Regions from separate parts of the Triticum aestivum genome. Here region 2 is linked to region 1. The links are chromatin contacts, called in public Hi-C maps. All regions are on one chromosome and are shown on one strand. Each heading gives the region's core, a stretch centred on a gene start, on an enhancer-like site or on the middle of the called end of the contact. The rest is flanking DNA. Distances are from core to core; before and after follow the strand shown. Region 1 holds the start of LOC123116020 (E3 ubiquitin-protein ligase SIRP1). Region 2 holds the start of LOC123111542 (trafficking protein particle complex subunit 6b).

The links. A called contact is a pair of places that touch in the nucleus more often than the background predicts.
Region 2: a contact with region 1 is called in a Hi-C map of leaf, with 5 times the contacts expected there. The contact joins the promoter of LOC123111542 here to the promoter of LOC123116020 in region 1. A contact is called at or near these places in 2 of 5 Hi-C or Micro-C datasets (both in leaf).

What each region holds. Positions count from the first base shown.
Region 1 is chr5B:307,215,169-307,220,412 of IWGSC CS RefSeq v2.1, reverse strand. It overlaps LOC123116020 (E3 ubiquitin-protein ligase SIRP1), which reads right to left and starts at 2,484. Exons shown (of 1, transcript XM_044537037.1): 1 at 1,053-2,484. The coding sequence starts at 2,065. The coding sequence ends at 1,349.
Region 2 is chr5B:307,354,692-307,359,935 of IWGSC CS RefSeq v2.1, reverse strand. LOC123111542 (trafficking protein particle complex subunit 6b) reads right to left here and starts at 2,234. Exons shown (of 4, transcript XM_044532345.1): 1 at 1,925-2,234; 2 at 963-1,080; 3 at 660-888. The coding sequence starts at 2,076.

The DNA.
Region 1 (5,244 bases), core at 1,235-3,734:
CTATGACACATGATTTTTTTTGTGACCAGCAAATTGCGGCGAGGTACGGCGCTAGCTGAATGACGGGGTGTTGCGGCCATCTCCACCGGAGTTGCCATGGCTGGTAAGCGCGGGCGGCCAAGGATGCGGCGGCGAGCGCAGGTTGCCGTCGAGCACGAGGCCAAGGACGAGCGTGGGCGGCGCGAGTGAAAGGCGAGCACGGCGCCGGGAGGAGTCGCACGAGACGGCGAGATGCAGGGAGCTGTGCGAGCGCGAGATGTGTGAGGATGAAGATCTCCGAGACAAACATTTTCTTTCTTTTTTTTTGGCTAAATCCAACGGCCAGGGCTAGTGGTATCCAGCGGCTACGACACGACCGACCGAAACTTTGGGCCAGCGCACCGGCGCCCATCAGTCGCCAAATATGATTGTTGAAAATGAGCGTAGACAGGATTTAAATTGCACCTTCTATGATCTGATGGGCGTACGCGCTATGCCGATGAGAAAATAGGAGCGAATCAGACGTCTCATGAAGGTGTACAATGAAATTAAAGACTCTGACATGCACGATCAACTTCAAAAGGATTTGATGGAGTATTGAAAATGGCATGATGAAAGAAACGCCTAGTTTCATTACGTGTTTGTTCTATTGTGCAATAATTTTGTTGTATTTGTGTTCCATTTTGATATTGTGGATTTGATGAATTATATAATAATTTGATATTGCGAACATGTGAAAATTTTGAAGTTGTTTTCGGGATGTTGTATTACGATTTGTGCGGCTGTACACAGGCGCGTGGCTGGCGGCCAATTTTACATCTTCACTTTGCATCATCTATATTGGAGTTACCTTTTTACATCTTTAATATTTATCATCTGTTAGAGTTCGTTCTTTTTTAAATGTAAAATGTATTTTTTAAAGATGTAAATTTTACATCTCCAGATTCGCGTCATTTATTGAAAATGCTCTAAGACGTGATCTTGTACTCTCTTGATAACTGAACCTTGAAGATGACTTCTTTCACACTAAAATAGCGAAGTAGCAAAGACCAAGGAAGAATGGTGATAGCTGCTTTTGGCAAAGGCATTGTATTCCTTCATCACCCTTCGACAGGGAATCAGATTCTCACTTCACAGCTAAGTTTTTTTCCCTTATCCTCTTTACAATCATCGAGTGCTTTTGATTGTTCTTTTTTCGATTCAGCAGATGCTAATGACGAGTTAAGCACTCAAGAATCAACATCATGTTAATAATTAACCATTTCATTTGTACAACAGGTATCGAGCACCACTCCTCCGGCGAAGGAAAAAAAAAAGACAAAAGCCATGGCGCGCGCACGACGACGCGACGGCCCCGCTCGCCCGCCCATCAGCCGGACAGGACGCCCCCAGCGGCCACGTATCCGTACGACGCGTCACGCCGCACGCCGGCGGCGCTGGTCCCGGCCTCGGCGCGCGGGGGCTTCTCGCGGCCGACGCCGGCGCCGGCCTCGCCGGCCTCCTCCCTGGCCGGCAGCTCGGCGCGGCACATGGGGCAGGTGCTCCGGATCCCGAGCCAGGGCGCGATGCAGCCGGCGTGGTACCAGTGCGCGCACGGCAGCCGCACCACGGGGTCCGCCACCGCGATCTCCTCCGTGCACACCGCGCACACCGTGCCGGCCACGCTCGGCGCCGCGAACACGGCCGGCGGCGGCTGCCACGCCGGCGCCTCCGCCGGCCCGCCGCGGGCGGCGGCGGCGGGGGCGTGGTCGACCGGGAAGGACTCCTCGTCGACGTGGTCGACGACGAGGGGGTTCCGGCCGAGGATGGAGGAGAGGAGGTACCTCGCCGTGATCCAGTCGCCGTCGTTGTCCATGCCCGAGAACTTGGTGGTCAGTTGCTCTGGGTCTGGGGCTTCCGGGGATCTGAAGAGAAAGAAGGAGAAGAAGAAGAGAGAGAGAGAGAGAGAGAGAGAGATGGGGGAGAGCGGACGGGTGCGATTAAATAGGCATGGCCTGCTACGACCATGAGGAGAGACTCGTCTGTCCCTATCCGTTTTAAATCGAGGGAAGAAAGCTGTTGCTCCTGTGTGTAACCACAGAGTCATCTATTAACGACTTTGTTTGTTTAGGCGCACGCGTTTATCTTATCTTATCCTAATAATTTAGCAGTAACCTGGAACGTTTCCTTACCTGGGACTGGACAGAGTCCACCAGGAACACAAGGCCGGGTTAGCTTAGGCCGGGACGTACGGTGCGACGACGGTGTTAGCCGCGCTCACGTGATTAGTAGTAGATTATTAGTAGAATGGATAACACACACTCACTGCTGACGCGATCAGATTCTCTAATCTACTCTAGCTCCAGGTTTTCGCACTCTACGTGCTCGATTCTAGGGTAAACGATTGGCTCTACTCTAGCGTTGCAGCCTTGCAGGTGTAAATTGTTCGAACCAAATCAGTGGTGTGGTGGTGCATCACGAGCTCTATTTTGGTGGGTGCATCGCTTCACAAGGAGGCGAGCGAAAGTGGAGATGCGCAGATCAGATTTGGGTGGGTTCGTCGACGGCGCGGTGACTAGGACGTCAAGGGAGATAAGGTGTGGGCGCAGAATAGTCGGACCAGATAAGACAGCGTTGCGGCAGAACGTTTGATGATGGAACGGGAAGCGTGCCGTTTCGTCTTCTCCTTGGCCTCGTCCGTGTATGTGACCATGGCGATGGCGTGGCAGGGTTATCCGCCGCACCGGCTCGGTTCTATGGGCGTGGAGGGTTGCGCCCACGGAGAGTCCACACCCAATCTATGGGCGTGGAGGGCAGGCCGCGTGTCTTTTTTTTCTTCATATAAACTCTTTTGCTCAACGTCAACCAACTGATTACAATCACGCATCAGCGCATCCATAATTGGAATTGGCAAATCCGATCCTCAAACGTCCGACACATGCTAGTTCTCACATCCGCGTCTCTCATATTTAAAACCCAAACCCATGCAACACATGCAACGCTACGTATAAACACAATCAATACGCAGTTCATGGGATCACTATTTCATCGCCAGACAAAAGGACCATAGTTAATCGACGGACACTACACACTTAAAACATACTCCTTCCGTTTCAATTTACTCGTCGTGGTTTAGTTCAAAACTAAAACCACGACGAGTAAATCGAAACGGAGGGAGTACATACAACCTAAATAAAACGGGAAAGGCGAAAAAAATCACCATTTCCTCACCGGCCCCTCCCTCTTCCAGTCGTCGGCGCGGTTATGCCCCTTCTCCATGTAGGCGTCGGCAGGCGGTGGTGCGTCATCGTCGGAGCTGGAGGAGGATCCGTCCGTCGGGTAGGAGTCCTCGAGCATGCTTGCCCCTAGAGCCATTGGATCAGCAGATCCCGCTCCTTCGCATGGCGGGCCACCTTTGCCGTCAACGTCGCCTCCTTGTTTGCCTCGCGCTCCGACAACCCAATGTCGAGTCGGAGTGCCTTGGCATTCTTGCGGTGAAGGCGCCCCACATCCGTCTCCGCCATCCTGAGAGAGCGGAGGAGGACCGACGCGAGGAGCGCGACCTCGGGATTGACCGACGCGCTCGCTCGTGATCGGCGCGCGGTCAGCGCCGCCCCCGTTGCCGCCCTCTACATCACTTGTTGCCATTTTGTGACGGGCTGCTCGTGCCTCAGACTCGGGCGTTCTCGTGCGCGTCGGCCCGGCGCGGGCACGAGGACCAAACGGTGGTCGGGTACCACTTCCAGAGTAGAGGGTGGTGGTAGGCGGCATTGTAGGATCGAAAGTATGTCTATAGGGGGTGATTAGACTACTTGAGAAAAACTTAAATTTTTCTCAATTTTAATTTTTGGCAGATTTTACCAACTTAGCACAAGTCAAGCAATCACAATACAATTCAAGCAAGCATGCAAAGAGTATGAGCAGCGGAAAGTAAAACATGTAATTTGAAAGAAAGTAAATGGGAGGAATTTGGAGGGAGCAAACGTAATGTTGACACGGAGATTTTTGGCGTGGTTCCGATAGGTGGTGCTATCGTACGTCCACGTTAATGGAGACTTCAACCCACAAAGGGTAACGGCTGCGCGAGTCCACGGAGGGTTCCACCCACGAAGGGTCCACAAAGAAGCAACCTTGTCTATCCCACCATGGCCATCGCCCACGAAGAACTTGCCTCACTAGGGTAGATCTTCACGAAGTAGGCGATCTCCTTGCGCTTACAAACTCCTTCGTTCAACTCCACAATCTTGACGGAGGCTCCCAAGTGACACCTAACCAATCTAGGAGATACCACTCTCCAAAAGGTAATAGATGGTGTGTCTATGATGAACTCCTTGCTCTTGTGCTTCAAATGATAGTCTCTCCAACACTCAACTCTCTCACACAGATTTGGCTATGGTGGAAAGACGATAAATATTAGGTATGACCCGCCCAGGAGGGGCCGGGTTATACCTATGACGATTCAAGATATGAAGCCCAAGACGACACTTGAAGATGGAGGTTCAGTTAAGGGCCCAAAGCCCAAAGGTGATTCAAGGCCCGTAGAGATAAATTGTCGTATGTATGTAACTTGTATTGTAAGGTAGGAATAGACAGAGACCGAGCCAGACACTGTTTATGAGCCGGCTGGGACTCTGAGAGCCGCTGGGCGCCGACCTATGTATATAAAGGGACGACCCGGCGGCGGTTCAGGGCAGGTAACATCAGATCGAGAGCTAGGTCAAGCGGATTCGCTCCCTGGTAATCGAGACATAAGCAATCTCACCTCAAACTGGATTAAGCCATTACCTTCACCGCAAGGGGCCAAACCAGTATAAATTCCCGTGTCCTTTATCCCGTTTTCACCCCTTTAAGCTTCCTAGTTGCGATGGCTCCATGACTAAGTCCTTTCACTAGGACATCTGCCGTGAAAATTCCATGACAGTTGGCACCCACCGTGGGCTAGCGCATGGTGGATTTGAGTTCTTGAAGGGCAGCTTCGAAGGGCTCAAGGGATACACTGTGGGCCGGATGACCAAGAGTCGTCGCAGCAAGCTCTACATCGATGACGCAAGTTGGGGCCCCGACGTCGGCTCAATTGAGTACAGGTACCGGGTCCCCTTCGGCGGAATCCACGTTTTCATCGGCAAGATCGACGAGCCGGGCCCTGAGCCGGACATCTGCACCGACATCGTCGAGGCGGCTCAGCGCGCAAGACCCGCCCGAGCTTAGCCCACGTGTGAAGCGTGCCTTCGTGGGATGCATCCATGGAGGGGAACTTTCTGAAGGATCTATGTCTGGCGGTGAGAC
Region 2 (5,244 bases), core at 985-3,484, 140 kb before region 1:
TAAAATGCGGACTTTATGAAGTGGTGGATGGAAATAGAAAACTGATTGGCATGTTCAACTCCAAATGTAAATTAAAAAGGAAGGGGGGAATCTGGACTGCAAAATAAAGAAGAGCGAATGTGATGTCCCTCCAAATGCACACAATAGGTGCTGACTTTATTAATGAATAGCTTAAACGTACATAAAAACCGTGTCTTTCCAGGAGGTTTGAAATATTCAAAAAGGGAGCATTACTTTCAGATTTCAATTGAAGGAACATCAGAAGGAAAAGGTTTTGCAAAGACAGCTGAAATTACTCTGGAAAGGCAGACATGAAACAAATGCATTCTATATTGTTGAACGACCAAACGAACTCAAACAGATACTGGTCCACGATTGATATAGTTTATGTGTATCAACAAGTGCTGAGCTACATTAAACTAGCTCCATGCCACTAGATTTCTGGTCGCAAGATGGGAAATAATGTATGGTGTCTTTTGAATCAAACTCACAAATAATTGCAAGCTATGGATCAAGGAGAAGACATACTTGTATGACTATGGGTTGATGTGCTAAGTATGGTGAGTGACAGGTTCTTAGAAATACTATCCAATGGATAGTGTAACCTCCTTTTTTAGATCGCATAATTAAAGATCATGGAGAAGAATGGTTCAACTCACATGCTGGAAGGTTTGACATATCTGCAGAGACAGCACACGGAATTCCCAAGTTTGTGAGAGCACCTCTTATTAACCCACATGGGAAATATAAAAGCATGCTTGTTGTTTGGGCTGCAGAATCACCCAATGACCCAGAGTCATTCTCAGTTGCATCAGTGCTCTCTACTGCTGGATCTAGAGAAACACGAGTAAGCCACCGGAAATGGTTATCTTGAAGAACGAAGGTACCCTGCATGCAAGTCAAGTAATATCAAGTTCTAATATGGACAGAAAATATGGAGTGTTAGTTATCTGTTCAATTACCCTATGATTTGTTTTCAGATTGTCAATCTGCTTCTTGAACAGTTCTGACCAAAAATCTTTGCAAATAAATTTGATTGCCTCAAGATGATCGGTAAATCGAGGGCGCCCCATCGCATATCTGGATATGAACAGAAAGTGTCAATTTGATTGTCTCATGAACAAGTCCATCTCGCTTTTCAGGATCTGCTACAAGTGCAATAGTGCACGTCAAAGAGATTCTGCTAAATAACAAACACCCAGTAAAGTGAGTGCCTTGTAGGTTTATTAACTAAAATACTGCATATGGCTAGGTATGCAGGGCTGTTTGATATTAATGACACCAATAGTAGCGCGTTGATGCGGATGGTGCTCAGTTATCAGATGTATAAATGTACCAGACTGTATATATCTATATTCAGCAAGTACATCAACATAGCCCATTGGAAGAAATGGAACCTTTAGCATTACTAAATTGTAAATTCTGAACAAATAAAATGATATTTAAATTCTGGAATTTAAAGAAATAGGCAATGAAATTGTCCTACTTGAGAAGATAATCATCTTGTAGGTCACTGGATTGACCCATGCTCAAGCTCAAATGAGCTTGGTAATTCTATAGCAATCCAAAATCAAGGTACTAGGAATTCAGTAGATTGCAAGGAAACCGAAATATCAACTGCCAGGCAAGAGGTCAGGTCACTGCTTGATCTTGGCACCAACCAAATCAGGCAATTAGCTCCTATCTATACTATATTAAAATCCTTCCAAGAATTTGTGAATTAGATCTCAAGATTTATCCGCATACGCAGTTGGCCTCAAATCGGACAATTAGCTCACACCGCTTGACGAACATGGAATTAATGATCTGCTACGGGGTGAGGCGTGACGGATCGGTGCGAGTCAAAGCAACAGATTACAGATCCAGCCAAGAAAGAAACGGGGATCCAAGCAAGGGAAGTGGGAGAGAGTGTTCCTTCATTTACCTCTCGGAGAGCTGATGGCCAACCTGGAAGCCGATGGCCTCAATGCGACCGGCGGCGAGCTCCGGCTTGGCGGCGTAGAAGCGGCCGCAGTAGGCAGCCACCATCTCCATCACCACCCCATCAACGCAGCTCTCCGACACCTCCCGCCCCATACTCTCGTCCTCCCTCCTCCTCCTCGGCGACTTCCCCTGTGGAAGAGAGATCTAGGTAGCTAGCTGAGCGGCGGAAAGGATCGGTCGGGAGTCGGGACCCCCCACGCGCCTTGTGGGCTGCGCCGTGGAGAGATCGACCGGGCCGAGAGTCCGAAACTACGTGGCGATGCTGAAAAAAGAAGTGATGCGTAGGGAAAATACACGGCAGCACCTGGGTGCTCCACCCGTTCTCAAAAAAAAAAAAAAAATCTGGGTGCTCCACCCTCCATATGAAAATTATAAATAAAAAAATACCAGAAAGAATAAAAAAATCAAAAATCTTGGCATAGCAAACTTGGGTGCCCAATCTACTCTCATGCGAAGTTTCATAAAAATATATCAGGAAATGTATATGTGGTGAAAAAAATATAGTCCGACCTACTGTCCATTGAAACTGTTTTTTTTTTCATAGTACAGATTTTTTGTCCTTTTTAATGAGAATACATCTTTCTTGTATTTTTTCATGAAACTTCACACAAGAGTAGATTGGGCACCCATGTTTCATATCCCAAAGACCCAGATATTTTTGAATTTTCCTAATATTTTTTGAACTTAATGTTCATATAGGAGCACACAGGTGCTCCAAATCCTCTTCCTGGTGCATAGCTCTATTTGTTTAGCACTCTCCACACTTTGGCTCTTTATTCATCTGAAGAAGGCATATTGGCTTGCACAGCCCAAACCAAAAAGGCAGTGATTACATTGTAATTCATAATACAATGTCCGAAGTTTAAAACTTCTTTTGCAACCAAATAAGCTGCCGCTTTGGCTTGCCTAGTAACATAAAGAAGCTTATATCCCTGAAAAGAACTCACTATCTCTCGCATCTCCCGAAGAAGATGGCAAACATATGATCTATCTGCGACAGAAGCCCAGAGTCTAGATTTTTTGTTGTTGCAATTTGTCTCCAAGTGCACCTGTTGATAACCATTATCCTGTGCAAAGCATGTTGCATCCCTGCATGCCAAGATCTTATTTGACAGCGGGTCGACGTTGTAATCATATCTTGCACCTCCAGCAGCGATAAAAGCACCAGTATGATCCCTAGTGATAAAACCTGCATCACCTAGCTGTCGGTCCCCATTCGTCGGCCCATCAGTATTAATTTTGTGTAGTGTTTCATGTACTCGTAGTTCAAATTTGAATTATATCTATTAAAAGCCTAAAAATGCATTTAATGACTTAGATATAGGAAATGAGCTTTGAAAAATGCCAAATTTTAACATGAAAGATTTTATGGTGTATGTTGAGAGTATACAAAATTTCAAGGTCGGACTATGAAGGAAGTGTCAATTAACCTTCAAACTTGATGCATTCACTCTCAAAACCACAATTCTTTCACGGAGATAGTTCAATTTCTAAAAAGTGCACATAAAAACTTTTGTGAACATTTTAATTTGTTTCACAGCATACTGAGGTCATATCATGACACTATGCTAAGTTTCATATTTTTCAGACCTTATTTTCATTTTCTAGAATTTTAAGAACGAATAAATTGCATGTTTGTGACTGACTCTTGCAACATAGATCTTTTAAATTTCTTTTCATTTCTTTTATAGGGCATACAAATATACGTAAGACTCTAAATATGATTTTCAAACATTTTTTTGCGTTGTTTCATGTACTCGTATTTCAAATTTGAATTATATCCATTAAATACCAAAAAATTCACTTAATGATTCAAATATAGAAAATGAGTTCTGAAAAGTGTCAAATTTGAACACTGGAAGCTTCGAAAGAGTCGAGATGTAACGACCCGAGACCGACGCTCCAGATGTCGTCCAGTTATTTCATCGTCGCCGTGTGTTTTATTTGGTTGTTGCATTTCATCATGTTATCATCCGCATTGCATTCGCATGTTTTCATAAAATTTGCATCCGCTCATAGTTGCCGCTTCTTCCTTGTCTCTGTTGATCTCCTCTCAGATCAACCGGACTGCTCCCTTCTCTCTCTTATATGAGCCCATCAAACCCCCTTGTCTCCATGGCCCTTTGTCAAACCCCTCACGCGCGTCCCAAAACTTCCCCGGACCCGACCCTGGCAGTCGTCACCGATAGGTCCGGATCATCCCCAAACATCCCTAAAATATCTTCGGTTCATTGTTTGGACTCCCCCAATCCATTTATCCGGGTCGTCCGATTACGATTGGAGGGAGCGAATAGCCCCTAAGCTAACCCACCTGCTATATATATATATATATATATATATATATATATATATATATATATATATAGAGAGAGAGAGAGAGAGAGAGAGAGAGAGATGGAACCCTAGATCCTAGGATGGCTATCCCATCCATTCCTCTTCCCCCGCCGCCACTCCTCCCGTCTCTTCCTCCTTGGGTTCATCCCCAATCCAAAATCCTCCAAATCCTCCCTCGTTTTTAGTACCAGACCAACCCAACGCCTCCACCTTCCATCCATCAATATATATATATATATATATATATATATATATATATATAGAGAGAGAGAGAGAGAGAGAGAGAGATGGAACCCTAGATCCTAGGATGGCTATCCCATCCATTCCTCTTCCCCCGCCGCCACTCCTTGGGTTCATCCCCAATCCAAAATCCTCCAAATCCTCCCTCGTTTTTAGTACCAGACCAACCCAATGCCTCCACCTTCCATCCATCAATCCATCATAGACGCTTCCAGCCAACCAACAGCCTCGTCTCTGTTAGGTCGATCTCCTCCTGATCGAGCCCAACGGCTCGACGGCCCCCTAACTCGCGCCCTGATCGGGGGCGCCCAACCGTTCTCTGGTAGGTGGGCCCCTATTGCATTGCACACTATAAAGAGGTGGGGGGCGGGGCACGCAACACGAGGTTCGTCATGCAGCCACCAACCCCACCAACATCCCCTACCGATCTAGGGTTTCGCAGTAGCGATGGGAATCACTGTTGCTCACTCACCGCCGCCACCACGGCACCACCATGGCCACCATCTCGAGCTCATCGAGCCAAGGCGAAGGTAGGACTACCGGAAATCACTAGCCTACTCCGGTCTATACAGATACTATCAATGGTTTCAGAGCCATGGTAGGCTAAGATCTTCGGTAGAACAGACAAACAGAGAAAGAAAAAAAGATTCCCCCAAGAACCTTAACCCAAGCAGAGTAAAGAGGGAA